Regions from separate parts of the Sus scrofa genome. Here region 2 is linked to region 1. The links are chromatin contacts, called in public HiChIP or PLAC-seq maps. All regions are on one chromosome and are shown on one strand. The core of a region is the stretch at or near the end of the contact, and the rest is flanking DNA. Distances in the headings are between cores, read along the strand shown. Region 1 holds the start of GPR157 (G-protein coupled receptor 157). Region 2 has its middle 31 kb from the start of H6PD.

The links. HiChIP or PLAC-seq counts read pairs in DNA pulled down with a chosen protein or histone mark.
Region 2: a contact with region 1 is called in an H3K27ac HiChIP or PLAC-seq map of alveolar macrophages. The contact joins the enhancer-like site here to the promoter of GPR157 in region 1. A contact is called at or near these places in 1 of 5 promoter capture datasets (liver), 22 of 47 Hi-C or Micro-C datasets (adipose tissue, alveolar macrophages, blood and 10 more) and 2 of 2 datasets of contacts at active chromatin or transcription factors (alveolar macrophages and skeletal muscle).

The regions. Positions count from the first base shown.
Region 1 is chr6:69,579,966-69,583,659 of Sscrofa11.1, reverse strand. It overlaps GPR157 (G-protein coupled receptor 157), which reads left to right and starts at 2,004. Exons shown (of 4, transcript XM_021095284.1): 1 at 2,004-2,495. The coding sequence starts at 2,109.
Region 2 is chr6:69,633,424-69,637,117 of Sscrofa11.1, reverse strand. No RefSeq gene overlaps it. Among named protein-coding and RNA genes, the nearest start is that of H6PD, 31 kb to the left of the region's middle. Within about 2 kb of position 1,772, at least 2 of the 83 cell types and tissues checked have an H3K27ac peak or open chromatin away from gene starts, as enhancers often do. A contact at or near this core is called in alveolar macrophages, where this site is marked.

The sequences.
Region 1 (3,694 bases), core at 755-3,254:
TGAGGTCAGATCCCACGTGACTATGGCTGTGGTGTAGGCTGGCATCTACAGCTCTGATTCAGCCCTTAGCTGTGAACTTCCATAGGCCACAGGTGTGGCCCTAAAAAGCAAGCTAATAAATAAATAAATAATAGGCAAGAGATCCTAACACACATTTCTCTAAAGAGGGTATGCAAATGAACAATAAGCTTATGAAATTATTTACATCACTGTTAGAGAAATGTAAATCAAAACCACAATGAAACACCACTTCACACTAGTAGAATCCAAAAGCAGATAATCAAAAGTGTTAGAATGTGGAGAAGTTAGAGCTGCAGGAATATAAAGCGGTGCAGCCACTTTGGGAAACAGTCTGGCAGTTCCTCAAAAAAGTTAAAAATGGAGTAACCATATGACCCAGCAATTCTACTCCTGGGTATGCACCCAAGAGAACTGAAAATCTATGTCCACACAAAAACTTGGATATGAGGAGTTCCCATCATGAGTCAGCAGTAACGAACCCAACTAGTATCCATGAGGATGCGGGTTTGATCCCTGGCCTCTCTCAGTGGGTTAAGGATCCGGTGTTGCTGCGAGCTGTGGTGTAGGTCGCAGACAAGGCTCAGATCCTGTGATGCTGTGGCTGTAGTGTAGGCCACCAATGGTAGCTCTGATTCAACCCCTAGCCCAGGAACTTCTATATGCCTCAGGTTTAGCCTTAAAAAGACAAAAAAAAAAAAAAAAAAAAAGTATATGAACATTCATAGCAATTTTATTTATAATAGCCAAATGTGGTTATCAATTAATAGGCGGAAAAACAAATGTGGGATATCTGTACAATGGAACATTACTCAGCCACAAAAAGGAATGAAGCCCTGTACATGCTATAATGTGGATGAAACTTGAAGACAAAGTGAAAGAAGCCAGTCACAAAAGACCACCTATTATTTGATCCCATCTCTGTGAAATTTCCAGAAAGGTAAATCCACAGAAGTTGGATTAGTAGTTGCCAGGAACTGGAGGGGAGAGAGCGATGCAGAATGACTACAGGTAAAATATGAAATTCAACTGAGTGAATCCTAAAGATCTTATTGGCTTTATTCACCAATCATGAATCATGCAGCATCACTCTGAAGGGCTGTACGAAGTGGAAGGGTTTCATAGACAAGAGATGGGACAAGGGACGGATTCTAGCAAAGAGCTGATTATTTCAGGCAAGACTCCCTTCTTTAGGCACATGGCAGGGGTCTCTCTGATGGGTTGCTTCACTAGTGCTGAGCAGGAAATTCCAGATTGACTGGTTAAGGTTACATTCCTGGGAGAGGTTGAAACTACAATTACATTAAGTATTAAATTTCGGTTTGGTGATGTGAGCTTAGCACAAGTGATTCCATTTTGGACCCATCACCCCTTGACACTACTGTGTTTCTTTTCGAGGGAATGAACACGTGGAATTAGATAAAGATGATGGTTGCACAAACTTGTGTACACACACACACACACAGAGCCTGGCTCTAACGAAAGAAGGTAATATTAGCCCTAAAAATGCCAGTCCATCCCTCCCCAGAACTGGACGTCCTAGCTGTCTGGCCAGAGCCAGAGGCTCTGTGGGGAGGGGGGGTAGTGCAGCGCTGAGGAATGGACCACGGGCATGAAAGGAACCGGGGGGCAGGGGCGGGGCTTAGGGATGGTGCTGGGGAGCTGGGGGTTTGCCTGGGGTCTGGGGCGCTGGGCAGGGAAAGGCTCAGAGCCCCGCGCGGGGCCACAGTCGGGACGTGGGGGCCACGGGGTGGAGCGTGGACACGCAGGGGCGTGGTTCGAGGGCGGGGGTGGGGCGCGAGGGCGGGGCGGACTTGGGCGCCACCGGGTGGAGCGCGGAGGGCGCGGGGGCGTGGCGTGGGGCGGGGGCGGGGCCTGGGAGCAGGGGCGGGGCGGGGCCTAGGAGCAGGGGCGGGGCGGGGCGCGGGCGCGGGGCCCAGGGTGGGCCGGGAGGGCCGGGAGGGGCAGGGACTCGGGCGGGGCGGGCGCTGGGGCGCTAGCGGCTCGTGGGTCGGTGCCCAGACGGCGTCTGCCGGACGCGGGGCCGGGCCTCTGTCCTGGCGGCGCCCCGGCCCGCTCCGCGCCCGGCCATGTCTCCTCCCGCGCCGCCCACCGAGCTGATGCCGTCGGAGCGCATCGTGGTGTTGCTCTCGTGCGTGCTGTCCGCGCTCGGCTCGGGCCTGCTGGTGGCCACGCACGCCCTGTGGCCCGACCTGCGCAGCAGGGCGCGGCGCCTACTGCTCTTCCTGTCGCTGGCTGACCTGCTCTCGGCCACCTCCTACTTCTACGGGGTGCTGCGGGACTTCGAGGGCCCCTCCTGGGACTGCGTGCTTCAGGGCGCGCTGTCCACCTTCGCCAACACCAGCTCCTTCTTCTGGACGGTGGCCATCGCCCTCTACCTGTATCTCAGCATCGTCCGCACTGTACGTGGGCAGGGGGCCAGTCGCCTGTTCTGGGCTTTCCACATCGTCAGGTGGGTGGCAGCGGCGGTCGCAGCTTTCCCTCTGGTCCCCTGACACCCTCCTGGGCCTTTTCTGCTGCCCCTGTGACTCTCGCCCCCCTCTGGTCCCCGCTTCTTGGTCGGACCCCTGGCCAGGCCCCCGGCTGGCAGGGTCTGGTGTCTGCTCCTGCCCCGGGGCAGCTCGGGGCCAGCGGAGTGATGCTAGGCTTGCCGAGAAGATGAGCTTGTTCTGAACATCGCCGCCAGGGGTACCCCTTTGAGGTGGCCCCAGCTTGAGCCTCCCAATGAGGTAAGCGCCTCAGAGCAGCCCCTGGAGGGCAGGGGCCCAGAGCTGGCCCTCAGAGCACTTCTGGTAACTTGGAAGCACCTCAGCTGGGCCCTTGGCCTCCTGCTTAGCTGCATCCTGGCCATCTCTGCTGTGGGCGGGGCTGAGGAGCAGCACCTGGGAACCAGGCTGGGCCATGAGTGTGGTCCACTCAGCAACTCCCAGGCTTCCCTCCACCCAGCTCTGTGCCAGCCGTGCGCAGAGCTTCGGCTGTAAAATTTAGGAAGAACAGTCCTGTTTATTCTTATCTTTGCTCATCTCGAAACCTCAGGCCCCAATCCCTCATTATCTCGGTTCTAGATCTTGACTTTCTTTCTGGAGTTCAGCAGCTCTGAAGTTGAGGGTCAGTGGCAGAGGCTGGTCTGGAAGGAGAGCTGCCAGCTGCCTGCAGTCTCTGAGAGCAGAGAAAATCAAGGCCTGGTCCTGCCCTGCCACGGAAGTGTCTGCCCAAGTTACCTTCACCTATGGGAGAAGGTTGCCCCTTCCTGGTGTAATCTCAGGATTCAAACATCTGGAGGTGTCCTGTGCTGAACCCAAGGCAGGAATTTATAGAGCTTCCTGCCTCTTCTCCCTCCTCTAGATAAGAGCACCAAATGCTGCCCTAATTATAGGTCTTCTCTGTTGAATACTTGAGTTCTTTCCAAGGGACTGAGGACAGTCAGCACTTTGGTAGAGACAGGTCACCTGGGTGTCACAACAGTGAGGTCACAAGTCTGTAAGAGTCACTTGACCTGCAGGTCTCAGAGCTGTTGGATGGAGGCCAGCTGGTCCTTGGGAAACCAAAGGCCTGCTTCTCAGCCGTTCAAGTCGGAGTTTGTGCAACCAGGCATTCAGACCTGCCTCAGGTGCCGCAGAGACCCCCAGAGAACAGGGCTGCTCTTCCTCCCTCT
Region 2 (3,694 bases), core at 523-3,022, 54 kb before region 1:
CCTGGCTGCTGTGAGGGACTGAGGTGGCAGGAGCCAGGGGCTGGGGACAGCAAGGGCAGCCGCAGGGGTCCAGACAGCACCTTCTGCCCAGAATAGCAGCCGGAGATGCGGGTCTTCCTTTATGCCAACGGCATGACCATGCTGCCAGACTCGTCCCCTGGGGCCTGTTCCTGGTTAAAGCCCTGGCTCCTGGCAATTCGGGAAGTGATGTTACACTGCACACGTGAGCCTGCTCCTCTGGGCTGTTCCTGGTTGTGAGACAATAGGGAGACTGGTGCCCCTCACTATCCCGGACCCTGGACTTCAGCGGGAAGAGCCTGGACACTGGTCGCTGCTTCCTCTCATTGCTCGCTTGAGTGTCTCCGCCTTGGAGGTTGCCCTTGGAGCCTGCGTTGTGCTGGGAGGGGGAGGGAGGTGGCAAGGGAAGGGGGAGATGGTAGGGGTCGTGGGGTCTGCAGACCTGGCTCCCTGCTGATGTCATCAGTTTGGGAGCCTGTACAAGCCCAGAACTGACACCAGGAGTCATCCTGGGACAGGTGCAGTGCTGCGGCTGCCAGTCTTCCTGCCAAGGACGCAGGGACAGGCAGCTCTCCCTGGACACTGACTGCATGCATCCTCCAGGCAGAGCCAACCAGCCAGTCCAGCCCTGGGCTCCTCCTCCAGGGACTAAGGTGTAAGGAAAAGGTCAGGGCCATGAGGACACAAGGTGGGCCTGGATTTCAGCTGGAAATGGGACACTGGTGGTGCCATCTGGTTAGGCGGCAGCACCCAGATTCCTGAAGACAGGGAGGACCAGGAGGCAGGCAGGGGACACCGGGAAAAGGCTCTAAGGTGCTGCTGGGATCCTAGGGCCCCAGGACCAGATCCCAACCCACGTTGCTTCCCCACTGGCCTTTTCCGCTTTTCACCCAATGCAGAATCAGCAGTTTCTCTGCTGTGCTCATTCTCTGCAGATCTGATTAAGGATCAGAACCTGTCTCTCCACGGGAGTTCCCATCGCGGCTCAGTGGTTAGCAAACCCGACTAGCATCCATGAGGACGCTGGTTCGATCCCTGGCCTTGCTCAGTGGGTTAAGGATCCAGCATTGCCGTGAGCTGTGGTGTAGGTCACAGACGTGGCTCAGATCCTGCATTGCTGTGGCTGTGGTGCTAGCTGGCAGCTGTAGCTCCAACTCGATCCCTAGCCTGGGAACCTCCATATGCTGCAGATGTGGCCCTAAAAAGACAAAAGACAAAAAGAAAAAGAAAACGAAGAACCTGTCTTTCTTCTTGGGCATGTGAACTTTAGCCCCACACATGAAAGATACTTTGAAGTCATCCGATGCGAGTCTGGAGCCCAGAGACCAGGACAGAGAGGCCTAGAGATTAACTGACTTGCCCAAGGGGCAGGCCTGGAAGTCCCTGGGACAGGTTTCAACTGGTATGTGGGCCAAGGATGAAGTCATCAGCGCTGGACTCATTGGGACCCCGGACTCAGGTGAAAGAGGACAAGGTAAGGAAGGTGGGGACCTGGCGGTGACAGACCTGAAGTCCTAACGGCCATGGACAAAACTGACTGGACATCAGGCAGGGCTGTCCAGGGAACCGGATGCTGCCTTTGAGCGAGTTTGGTTTATGCCTCTCATTGGGCAAAGTGGCAAGGGGAGAACACATGGGGCTTCCTTCATAGTTGTTCCTCTTTGCAAATCTGGAAAATCAGGGCCACTGGAGCCTGGCGGCCCCCGGTGGAATTATTGGTGTTGTAACTCAGGATTTCTCCAGAAGAGGGCGCTCAAGGACACAGGAAGGAAACCCAGCCGCTCGCTGCCGGCTGGCCGGCCCGGGTGGTTTGTGGGATGAAGATGCTCATTTTTGTTGATTCCACGCATTGAGGCAGAAGAGTTTTCCTGGCTTTGGTTTTGACTAATAAAACAAATTTTACCTGGCATTTCTCTGCCATTCAGGATCTGTGTCCTCTCCTCGGTCTGCCTTCACAGCGTTTTGGTCTCAGAAAGTTCTGGATGAATACGATACAGAGGGTGTGCTGTGGTTTTTCTGGTTCACGTTTCTCAGAGGAGCCTCTGTTGGCTGAGGAAATGTAACAAAATTCCTAGGGAGAGCCGACCATCCTTGAATAGAGTGGCGGAGGACGGCAGGGCTGTCCCACCTGCAGCCCTGTCCTGGGCCTTCTGTCCATTAGCGGGATCTTCAGGACACCCTTGGGTTTCAGGTGGGGCCTGTGCCCACCCCCTGTTTGGGGACTGTTACAGAAGGACAGCAGCAAACCCAGACAGGAGTCCACGTGAATCAGCCGCTGGGTGTGGCCTCCTTTGTTTCCTCCGCCGGCCTCTCCTCTGATGGTCTGTTTTTCTGTCCTTGTTTGGGGATTTCTATTTGGGGTCTCAGCTCCCTTTTACCCCAGTGAGTTCCCTCTTCCCTCCCTTCCAGCGGTTCCACTTGCTGCTTTGGGGTTGAGAGAAGGACCAAACTAGATACCCAGGGAACGAAAATGCAGCTTAGTAATGACTTGCGGCTACTCAGAGATGAATTATTTCAATTATCTAGAAAGCAGCCCGTTTTCCTGTGTCATAAGATGACCTCTCCTCTCTATGGCAAGATCCGTTCTTCAGATGGCACGCGGTCCTGCCCGAGGGCAGAGGTCAAATTGTGTTGTAAGCACTGAACGCGCTTGTCTGTGTAATAGCTGCCGAGCAGGAGAGCTGCCAGACCCCTCGTTAAGATGTAGGTGGACTTGACAGAGGGGGAGAAAGTTAATCGAGAAAATTGGGGGCGTCTCAACTGGAACCAGTAGGCAACACATAACTTTTTGACTTCTGGCAATGTAAAATTATTATTCTTCCCAGGTTCCCGTTGTGGCTCAGTGGTTAACGAACCCAACTAGAAACCATGAGGTTGCAGGTTTGATCCTGGCCCCTTCTCAGTGGGTTAAGGATCCAGCGTTGCCTTGAGCTGTGGTGTAGGTCGCAGACACGGCTCGGATCCTGCATTGCTGTGGCTGTGGTGTAGGCCGGCAGATACAGCTCTGATTCGACCCCTAGCCTGGGAACCTCCATATGCCGTGGGTGCAGCCCTAACCCCCCCCAAAAAAATCATTTCTAGTAAATGTGCAATTTCCTTGTATATGAGTTATGTGTGTGTTGAAAGCATTCCATTTCTATTTATTTATATTTTGAGGAGAAAATATTTATTTTTTATTTTTATGACAGTATGGCTGAGTTGCAGTGTTGCACTGGTTTCTGCTATACATCCGAGAGACGCAGTCATACATTCCGTTTCGTATCATTTTCCATCATGGTCTATCCCGGGAGACTGGATAGAGACCGCGTTGTTTATTCTAAATGTAATAGTTAAAAGCCTTCCAGTTTTAAATATTAAATCTTTAAAATGCACTTTTCTAATCCTGTCCTGACATTTTGCCCTTCTGCAAACCCCCAGGTCCCCTAAGACGTGGCAGTGGCCTGGATGTCTCACGTCCTCTGAAAGGCCCTGCCACGCGCCAGGCATTGCCCCTTTTGTGGTCTGAAGGTCACCTTGACCTGCAGCCCCAATGTTGTAAACAGTCCAAGGTCTCAGACATACCAGGCTTCCTGCCGTGTAATAAAGGTGCTTATGTGACAGCAGGGAGTGATCCAGACGTGAGTTGTTTGTTTGGTTTTTTTTAAGTACAAATTAATATTGGTTTGTTTGTTTTTCA